3 separate regions of the Mus musculus genome follow, and regions 2 and 3 are each linked to region 1. Evidence: chromatin contacts called from public HiChIP or PLAC-seq and promoter capture Hi-C data. All regions are on one chromosome and are shown on one strand. The core of a region is the stretch at or near the end of the contact, and the rest is flanking DNA. Distances in the headings are between cores, read along the strand shown. Region 1 holds the start of Ei24 (etoposide induced 2.4 mRNA). Region 2 holds the start of Tbrg1 (transforming growth factor beta regulated gene 1). Region 3 holds the start of Msantd2 (Myb/SANT-like DNA-binding domain containing 2).

The links. Promoter capture Hi-C pulls out the DNA fragments that hold promoters and counts their contacts. HiChIP or PLAC-seq counts read pairs in DNA pulled down with a chosen protein or histone mark.
Region 2: a contact with region 1 is called in an H3K27ac HiChIP or PLAC-seq map of double positive thymocytes, with 6 times the contacts expected there. The contact joins the promoter of Tbrg1 here to the promoter of Ei24 in region 1. A contact is called at or near these places in 6 of 39 promoter capture datasets (the HPC-7 cell line, cranial neural crest, frontonasal cranial neural crest and 3 more), 3 of 115 datasets of contacts at active chromatin or transcription factors (astrocytes, double positive thymocytes and large pre-B cells) and 1 of 9 other capture datasets (liver).
Region 3: a contact with region 1 is called in a promoter capture Hi-C map of liver, with 2.8 times the contacts expected there. The contact joins the promoter of Msantd2 here to the promoter of Ei24 in region 1. A contact is called at or near these places in 10 of 39 promoter capture datasets (the 3T3-L1 cell line, the C10 cell line, the SN4741 cell line and 6 more) and 1 of 9 other capture datasets (adipose tissue).

What each region holds. Positions count from the first base shown.
Region 1 is chr9:36,795,514-36,798,981 of GRCm38.p6, forward strand. Ei24 (etoposide induced 2.4 mRNA) reads right to left here and starts at 1,821. Exons shown (of 11, transcript NM_001199494.2): 1 at 1,700-1,821.
Region 2 is chr9:37,655,404-37,658,871 of GRCm38.p6, forward strand. Tbrg1 (transforming growth factor beta regulated gene 1) reads right to left here and starts at 1,909. Exons shown (of 9, transcript NM_025289.3): 1 at 1,595-1,909. The coding sequence starts at 1,741.
Region 3 is chr9:37,487,700-37,491,167 of GRCm38.p6, forward strand. Msantd2 (Myb/SANT-like DNA-binding domain containing 2) reads left to right here and starts at 1,622. Exons shown (of 4, transcript NM_146222.2): 1 at 1,622-2,134. The coding sequence starts at 1,625.

The sequences.
Region 1 (3,468 bases), core at 571-3,070:
ATTTCTTTAAAGTGAACTCTCAGGTGAATGGAAAGTCTGCTTGCAAAAATATGAGATTTTAGGATTCCAAAGTTATCATGCCCCACCAAATCAAGCTTAGAATCTTCAATTTAAGAGATAATAAAATATAATAGTCAGCTTGTATACAACTCAAACTTCAAAACATAAAGGATACTTTCCTTGACCTCTGGCCACTTCAGCACCACACTGACCCAACTGGACTGATGCCATTCAGAACTGGACAAACAGGGAGTACAGTCAGAAGGCTGCCTGCATCTGCTCCTTACGTCAAATCCTACCCAAATGTGCTCACCTAGAGAAGTTCCTAAGGTTAGGAAACATCTGTTACTACTCCCACTCCCCCCTCCTAAAAAAGCAGAAAAAGAAAACCTCAAGAGCTTCAATCATGTGTACAGAGAAAGCCAGTGCTCTAGGAGTTGTGGTAAAAAGCAGTCCATGACCAGGAAACTAGTAAATGTCCAAGACACTAAGGTATATCACAAATGTACCACCATCTTAAGCAACAACTTGCTCATCTACAAATAAAGGGTAGCATATTAAAATTCTTCACGGGATAGAGTACGACAGAATAAACAAAGCTGAAAAAATTCTGGATAAATGTAATCCTGTTAAAGAACACACCCGACTTGAGGTGAGAAAATCCATTACTCTAGTTTTCTCCAAGAGCCCAGACAGGGAGCTTCAAAATCTGTCATATCCCAGAACCACTGTGTTATTTGACTCCTTGGCAGATTAATACCCGGCTTCTTCATGTACCAACTAACAAAGTACCAGTGACCAAATAGAGCCTTTAAAGGAAAGGCCATTATTATACCGTGGGCCTAACAACTTTTCTATGGGAGAGAACATTTGGTATGAATTGCCCTGTTTAACAAATTGCTGAGACAAGCAGAAAAATAACCTTCCACGATTTGAGACCACACACTGACTGACACAAAGGGCTCTAACAACAGAGAAAACCAAGATGCATCATCTGGTTCACAATATTTTACATATAAACGGTTTGTCAACAGTGAGTGAAAGCTAATTACAACCAACTTTGGAACTTCAGTGTTCTAACCGAGACTGGACTTTTTGGCTTAAGCTTTGCAACGAGGATTTTTGTTTAACCCAAGCATCACCTTCCTTAAACCTTGAAACACTGCTGGCCAATAAATTTGACAGTCTTTAGAACCGATTAAGCACCTACTGAGACATACTCCTGCACTTTCATTCCGAAGCCACCAGATTCAAGTCCCGGAAGGGAGGAAGCCAGTGTTTCCCACTCCAGGTAGGGAAAAGGTAAACACCCTCACGCATCACCCGGCCACAGGCTGCCTCCTGGGCAACCTGGGGTACTCGGCCCCTTCTCTCCCGCAGCGTCGGGGCAATTGGGGTGAGAACCCGTCTTCCTCCCCAGCCACTGCCGCGCACAAGGTGCGGACCTCGCTCACTGAGGGTCACCGGAGCTAAAGATAGCCCCGCCGCACCTGGGGAAAGCCTGAGTCCCGCGCGCCGCCGCCAGGCCTGCCCCTGCCGCCTTTCGCGTCCCGGGCCCTTCGGGGGCCGGGGTCCTTGCCGCAGCCCCTTCCAGAACCTTAGGAACTAGCTCCGGCCTGCCAGCCCTCGATGGGCCCTGCCGCCCAGGCTGCGATTTGCAAGCGGCTCGAGCCCACTGCCCGCCGCGGCCTGCACCTACCCCGCCACCCTACCGCCGCGGCTCCAGCCAGGGCGCTCGCCCACCGAGGCTCGGTTCGCCTGCTCCGCGCCCGGCTGCCCGCTCCGCCCGGGCGCTCGGAGAGCCGGGGCTGCGCCCACACTGGGCATGCCCGGGCCGCACGGGGCAGCTGGGAAGTCGGGCGGGCAGCCTGCCGGTCGCTGGGCAGGGGCGGGGCTAGCGAGGTAGGGCGGGGCCATACCGGGGGGCGTGGTCTGGGAGCCTGGGAATTGTAGTTGGCTGGACCTCAGAGTCCAGACTCATTCTGGGTATCCAGGTCCAGGATTCTAGACCTTTGTTGCCTCCTAGTCAAACCCCTTCTCACTGTTGAGCGATCGTTAACCTCCTTAATCTATCTACACATCAGTGCTGGTCTTTCTGATATCCTTTAAGAACAAATGATGAAAACAATAAAATAGGAGACACCTTGATAATTTGGAGGCTTTCTATAAAGACTAATAAACCAGGTATGGTGATGCACACCTGAAATCCCAGCCCTTGGAAAGCTGAAGAGAAGAAATGGTCCAAATTCGAGTCCAGCCTTGGCTACCTAGTAAGTACCAGCCTTGGCAGAGCTGTGTAACAACATCTTGATTCAGAAAAAAACAAAAGCAAAAAACAAAAACTCAATAGAGTAATCAGTTATCATGCACATGCAAAAAGCCCTGGCTTCAAGTCCAAGAATTATATTACACAGGGCATGATAGTACAATCTCAGCACTTGGAATTTGGAGGCAAGAGATCAGAAGTTTGAGTGATTCAGAATATAAGGCATCAACCACTTAGGTAGCATTTAGTGCGGATTGTAATGATGGAATGGCTGTGATAAAAAACAAGTAGAGATTGCTGTTTTCAACTGGCTCATTTCTAGCCTGGCTCCATAATTTCTTGTCATGAAACTGTAGGAAAAGCCACTTTTACCCTTTTCAGGTTTCTCCTTTGAATTTAAGAAACAAAACCCAGAAAGAGTCAAGTATAAGAAAAGCATACAAGTTAGCTAGTGAGTTAGTAGTGACTGACATATAAACCCTGAGAAGGGAATGAAGAAGATTGGAGATGGGTTTTCTTTTATTTTTTGGAGGGGGATGGAGGGAGGCTGGAGACAGGGCTTCACTCTATAGCTCCGGCTGTCCTGGAACTCACTCTGTAAATCAGGGTGGCCTGCCTCTGCCTCTGCCTCCCAAGTGTTGGGATTAAAGGCATGCACCACCACCCAGTTAGTTTAGTCCAGAGGAACAGAACTTAATGAATATATATGGGGTTTATTAGAATGACTTACAGGCTGTGGTCCAACTAAACCAACAATGGTTACCTGTGAATGGAAGGTCCAAGAGTTCAGCAGTTGTGCACTTCACAAGGCTGGGTGTCGAAGCTGGTCTTCAGTACACGCTGGAATCCCAAAGTAGTAGGCTCTACTGCCAGTGGAGGAATGGACTTGCCAGTGAGAGCAAGAGCAAGCAGGAAAGCGTGAGTTCCCTTCATCCATGTTCTTTATATAGGCTGCCAACAGGAGGTGTGGCTCATATTAAAAAAGAGTCTTTCCACCTCAAAAGATCTTGGTTAGGAGTCCTCGCGGCTGGGTGTGGTGGGATGTACTCACTCCTTTAGCTCCAGTACAGGGAAGGCTGAGGATTAACATTAAATTCGAAACCTGGCATGGCGCACGCCTTTAATCCCAGCACTTGGGAGGCAGAGGCAGGCAAATTTCTGAGTTCGAGGCCACCCTGGTCTACAGAGTAAGTTCCAGGACA
Region 2 (3,468 bases), core at 659-3,158, 860 kb after region 1:
AAACTTCTTTTAAAAAAAAATCTGCAGGGCCAAGTGTTTGGGTTCTATTACAGGGAGGGTAATTGCATGGACACCTTTGGATGAAGAGGGACATTCTTAATGCTCATGCCAGAACAAGATGGTACACCAGGGCTTGCACTCTTTGGGCAAATCAATGGGTGTGGCCACTCCAATTAGTGTGGCCTTTGGCAGAGAAAGGATATAGGACTTGGACTTAATTTAGACCCCCTACAAAATTCTTTTTTGTTCTCCACTACAGAATTCTAAAGACTCTCTATGCTTACAGCTTTGACCTTGCAAAGACAATCTGACCCACTGTATCTTACAGAACAATTACAGGGAGAGAGAGAGAGAGAGAGAGAGAGAGAGAGAGAGAGAGAGAGAGAGAGGGAGGGAGGGAGGGAGGGGGAGGGGAGGGGAGGGGAGGAGGGGAGGGGAGAGAAGAGAAAAGGATGAAAAGTTTTGCATGTAAAATTCTTAATTAATCATCTATTTGCATATACCCAAGTACCATCATTCTTTACTGATGGCTCAGTCTGTCTTGAAACCAGTTTTGAAGGAAATGCCTATTTGGGTGTTTCACAGGTGGAGCCTCAAATTGGTGTTCAAGGCATCAGTTGGTTTAAGTACACGGAGACCCTTTGGTTTCATAAGATCTTTGTATACTTAACGAAACCAACACTATCTTTAAATGTCGACTTGTAAGCATTAGGCAGGCTCTGACATCATGTGACAAGAGAGAACAGTGAGTATAAGGTGTTGACTTCCTGATTTACTCATATTTCCCTCGACACATATACAAGCGTTAAATGTTTTAGCAACAACAAATTGAAAGTCAAAACTTTTCCCGATACGTCTACAAAGACCTTGTAGAAAGAAGTGTTAAACTGCAGGTTCAGATGTGAGGGTATATGGACCGTATACCTATTACCAAGCAAGCACTGAGGTGACTGGCTAAGCTAGAATAGTCTATTTATTAGACTGTTATCAGATTTATTAGACCCTAATACTTCTTGGCTGGTAAAGAAGTTTACTCATCAAATCCTAAATCCCTACAATTAAAGCAGGAAGTGTCTATACACCTCAGCAGGAGGAGGTAGCCTGTTTCCTGATGTTGAGTTCCACTTTCAGTTTCGGATGGAGGGAAGGCAGAAACACCTAGAAGCCTCGTCAAAGGGAGCTACAACCAGGACAATTTTGAAAGATTTAGGTGCCTGTTTACGAAAGCGGCAGCCATGGCGTTAGGGTTGGGTGTACTTAGGAAACAGGCTGTGTAGAGTAAATAATAAACTGGAATCAGGGTATCCAAGTTGGAGTTAGGGCACGTCATCCCTCTGGGCTTCATTTCAGTGTGCTCGCCTTAAAAGACACTCCTTAGGCTCGAAACGAAAAGTAGCAAGAAGGTAATGACTAAAGTTTGCTGGCGGAGCACTCTTCAGTCCTCATTTATAGAGGAGTTGACAGGACTAGAGGAATAACTTATGCAAGGATATGGAACTAATATTCCCAAGCGAGGCAACTAACACTGGACGGATATTCTTTCTCTGAGAGAGTTGAGGTGGGGAAGACAGTCCCCACCCAAACCCAGACTCACAAACACCGTGGCCTTAGCTGCTCTGCGCAGCCGCAGGTACTTCAGCCGGTACTTCTCGTTCTGGCTCTTCCTCGGGAGCCTTTTCATCCTGGCCTTGCTGGACAGCGGGGTGCGCGGCTCGGAGGCCAGGCCGCTCAACACGCTCATGATCAGACCGGGTTCTGGAGCTCCGGGGCGCGGAGGGGATGGAGCGCAGGCAGAAACAGATGGCGATCCTCGGCACTTCCCAGTCGATTTCCCAAGGAAGACCCGCCGGAAGTTGCGCAAAAGCACCGCCACGTGTAACTTCCGGGTTTGGAAGTTGCGGTGGTTCGGACCTAGCGGTGGGCTGGGAGGACGGGTGTGGCTCAGGGTTGCAAGGAGCTGGAGCTGGAAAGAACCGGTCCTACCCGGCTGATAGCCAGCGAAGTAGGGAAGAGTTTAAAGTCCTGATGCAGACGCTCAGGCAGGTGCCCTCAGGGAATGCACGTCCACATCTGCTTTCCCAGGTTGCTCTGAGCAGCAGGCCTTCCTGGGGTTTTAGCAGACTTAAATACTAATGCGGGGAACTCAGTTTCCCATATGTGCTGATCGCACAAGTGTTTCTTAGGCTGTGAACTTCGGGGATAGTAAAACAAGACCTTGATTGCCCCAAAGCTTGGTATCTAGTTAGCAAACTGTTTTAATAAAATGTTAAGTAGCACAAGGTCGGCTTTCAGTGGTTTTAAAATGAAACCAGGAGCGTTTCAAGTACACATACTTCCTATCGTTTTTTTCTTTCAGTAGTGTCAAACCAATTGACTGAGCCTCTTTTTCACATTTTGTTTTTGTTGTTTGTTTTCTCCCTCTCAAAGTAAGAAATGAGATGGGGTGGATTTCCAAACTAGTGTACTCATATAAAAGATAATTATTGTTAAATTCTCCAAATCTAGACGTTTACGGTTGTACATGGAAGCCAAGAAGTATGTTACATAATTAACGCGCTCACTGAATTACTAGAGAAAAACCTAATACTGATAAAGACAACTTAGAATTCAGTAAGTGATCCAAGTATTTAATCTCTGAAAACTGTAAAAACCATTGCAGTTTTGACAAACTGCAACCCAAGAGAAAAAGCGTGTAGATACTCTTCTATGACTGCCCATGTAACAAGCTGCTTTTTTTGAACTTGGTTGGGTCTTAATAATGCAACTCCAGGGTACCATTTGCCTTCACAAATACCTAAGGTGCTCCTGTGGATTTAGTTGGTTTTAAAAGCCATCAGAATTGTGACAACTTATAAAATACACTGCTTTGAAAATATATACTGGAATTCTAGCTTGGAATCTGAAAGCACTCATAGTAATCGAAATTGACTTTATTCTTAATAAAGCGTTAGTTTTAACTGCCTGATTTGCTGTTTAGCTGCATTTTGTTCTCATAGACTTTGACATCTATCTGACTTTTTGTATTATTCATCTTCTTCGTGTGTTGTGTCTATGAGGAGGAAAGTCCCAGCCTCTGCTTTAGTTGAAAGCTCTTTTGGCCAGTAGACTTCAGTGGAATAGTCCCAAACATGTTTATTATTATTTTTTTTTTTCACTTGAGACTTTTTCTTTTACAATTAAGGCAATTTTCTTGCAAATTTGACAAAAAAGAAGGTATTGTTTATTTGTTGGCTTTGATAGACTGGGTTCTTAACAGTGCCAAACTCTCTGTGTAGGGAAAGATGACCCTGAACTCCTGACCCTCCTGTTTCTATCTCCCAAATTCTGGGACTATAGCCATAGACAACCATGTCCAGCTTGGGGAATTTTTTTTAAAATCCATGGGCTGTGATCTAACTCAGTGGCAAAGCACTTATATTATAGGTGAAGAGCTCTGGGTTTGATTTCTAGCATTCCAAAATGAGTGGT
Region 3 (3,468 bases), core at 372-2,871, 690 kb after region 1:
AAAACAAAAAACAAACAAAACAAAACAAACCAAAACCAACCAACAAACAAACAAACACCCCCCCCCCCTTTTTTTTAAATTATCTTGCGTGGGGCCTGGAGAGATTACTCATTAGTTACTCTTACAAGGGACTCAGAACCTGCAGATGGCTTGCAAGTCTTGTAATTCCAGTTCTAAGGGATCTGATGCCTTTTGCTGACCGTTACCAACATCAGGCCCCTTCACACATACACACATAGGCAAACGTTTATACACATAAAACTAAACGAACACATTTTAAAATGAAGTTTAATTTTGTGTGTAAGTGTGGGGATATGGGTGGCATGTCCCATGTATGACGGTCAAAGAACAAGTCATGAGAGCAGGTTGTCTTCAGTCATTGGGCGGGCTTGGCAGCAAATACCTGTACTGGTTGAGGCATCTTTCTGCCACTACTGAGGTTTTAAAGTTAATGATCTGAGATAAACAGGATTTCCAGCTTTAAAGAATATGGAAATTGACTAGGTGGTGGTGGCAGCTCAGGCCTTTAATCCCAACATTCCAGAGGCAGAGGCGGCAGGCGGAGTTTGAGGCCAGCCTGGTCTATAGACTTAGTTCCAGGACAGCCAGGATAACACAGAAAAACCTTGTGTCAAAAACCAAAATAATACCACACAAACAAGGTTATATCTTATAGCTATATGATACTTCAATGTTCAAGACTTTACGGAAATATTCAGGAGTGAGTGATGAGTGCTAATTTACTACTAGGTCACAGGAACAGTTTCATTTCCTTGAACTTGACTGGGAAATTTTAAACCAGTCCCAAATCCCAGTGGACTGAGGTACCGGAGTAGCTATTCTGCTGGGCTCTGGAGCTCTTTCATGTCCCCATTATAGATACTGTATAAAAGCAAGAAAGACATTTACTTTATCATTGGCTACACAGTTACTCAGAGGAACAAGAAAACAAACGAAACGAAGCTTGTGGGTGTGGCTCAGTGACAGGGTGTTTGCCTAGCAGAACACGTGAGTGCAATCAGAGTTGCTATAGAGGCTGAGTTTCTTGAAAAGCTAAAGCGTGCAAACTCTAACTCATATCTGTTCTCGAAAGTCTTGTCCAGAACCACTGCAAGCAGCCTTCCCGCTTTGCCTTCCTCCACATACCCTTTGTAGGGTTTCCTAGTCTCCAGTCTGGACCTCGGTTCCCGTACCTAAAGGCGGGCTTAGAGGGAGGATAGGCTCAGGGGCGGAGACAGGAAAACAGAAATAGCCAATTCGTCCTTAATTCGAGGCCCTCGCGGGCCTCACCCCTGTTGTGAGGGTTGAGATTGGAAAGGAAGTGGGGAGGCTCCAACCAGTCCTTCACTCCCGCGCCCTCATGCCCCCACCCTTCTCTGCTCGGAGCTTGGGTGCGCCGGGTCCCAGCTTCTCCTCCCGGGAGAGGAGCGGCCGGCACCAGCTGGCTGGAGGGGAAAGGCGAAGATTTGCGGGCTGCTTGGGCCAGCCAGACACATCCTCCGGGCCCTCTGACCGCGGCGAGCCACTCAGCCCCGAGCCAGGCCCCAGGGCAGCCCCGGAGACCCCGGTGGCCGGATGCAGGGGTGCGTCACTTCCGGGCGGTGCAGCGGCGGCGGCTTGGAAGATGGCTGCGCCCTGTGGCTCGGAGCTGCCCGCCAACTCGCCGCTCAAAATTCCGAAGATGGAGGTGCTTTCCCCGGCGTCTCCCGGCGACCTGAGCGACGGGAACCCATCGCTGTCCGACCCTTCCACGCCTCGGGGAGCCTCCCCTCTCGGGCCCGGCAGCGCGGCGGGCTCGGGGGCCGCGGCGTCCGGGGGTCTCGGGCTGGGGCTGGGGGGCCGCGGCGCTGCCTCGTCCTCGGTCTCCTTCTCGCCCGGCGGCGGCAGTGGCGGGGCTGCGGCGGCCGCTGCCGCCGCCTGCCGGGGTATGTCGTGGACGCCGGCAGAGACGAACGCGCTCATCGCTGTATGGGGCAACGAGCGGCTGGTGGAGGCGCGGTACCAGCAGCTGGAGGGAGCCGGCACGGTATTCGGCAGCAAGGCCCCTGGGCCGGCCATGTACGAGCGCGTGTCCCGGGCCCTGGCCGAGCTGGGCTACGAGCGGACCCCGTCCCAGTGCCGGGAGCGCATCAAGGTAACCGGCCGCTCTGCCCGGGGCTGCGAACCAGAGGCAGAGAAGGCGGGGAAACGGGCCTGGGGGCGGGGGCCGGGCCGAGCGCGGGGCTCCCCTCCCGGGCCCCGGGTATCCCTTGTGTCTGCTCCGCCTCTTTCTTCTCTCCCTGGGAAGGGGCGCTTCTTTCCAGATGGCCGCCAGCCCGTAGGTTTCCTGAGTTTGAAGTTGGGCGTGTCTGCCGCCGCCCCTCTTTCTTGCCAATTGAGGATGTTCCTGCGCTCTGAAGTTGGTAGTTTCTCTCATTGTGCGCGGGGCCCGCAACTGTCGCGGGTGCTGTCGCCCGCACTGCTTTGTTCCCAGATAGAGGGGCTCCCAGACTGAAGCTTTCCAGCTGGGATGGAATTGAGGAAGGGTAGCAGAGGGCCGGATGAGCGCCCAGTGTAAGATTTTTTTCCTTTGCTGAAGTTTCAAGAATAGAGCATTGGGACGGCTGGCCTTTTGTGTCAGTCGCTTTGCTTGTCAGTTGAGGTGATACAAGGACTAGCAAGATTTGAGGTGCTTTTGGAGAGCTGGAAAGGCTTAGTGAAAGAAAGGTCGTGTATTGTTATCGTGGAGGTAGAGGACAGTAGAGGACACCTTGAACGTTAGTCTGCTTGAAGGTTCTTTTGGAATTTGGACTGGCGATCTTTTCAGAGTCAGGTTGCCTTGAGAGTCAGGAGGCTTCTAATTCTGAGGAAGCCCTCTCTTGTCACCCAGGTTTTTTCTGCTTTAGTTAGGGTGCCCGGATGCGGACAAGTAAAACCGAGTATGCATCTGGCCATCCTTATGCATCAGCATGTTTAAATGTGGAGGCTTAATGTGGGTTAATTTTACCATCAGCCTGCATATCGGTTTACTGTTTCTAATGCGTTGTCTAGGCCTTCGTATCTGCCTTTGCAGACAAGGAGCTGTACTTTAGTTAAGCTCTTCCCTCTTACTAGTGTCTGCTCAGAGTTTCTCCCAGTTTTCATTGAAAACATTACATTGTGTTTACCTAGTGTTCACTTCTCATAGTGAAGGCTACTTTTTCTGGGGACGAAAAAGAGTCACAACTGAGAATATCACATTAGCAAACAACCATAAAACTCAGTAAGAATAGTTGTTTAAGTAAGGGTAATCACACTGAATGGGGGGTGGGGGGGATTGTGCCATAGTTCATGAGGCCTTGGCTCCACAGATGTTCATTTGGAGACGTTGTTACTTAGAAAATTTGTTCCAGAAACAGCGGTTTCATTGTTAACTGTTAGATTAATTTTACACCCATTAGAAAGCAAAGTTAGATTATTTGATTATGTTCATTTGAGGATTCTTATTGA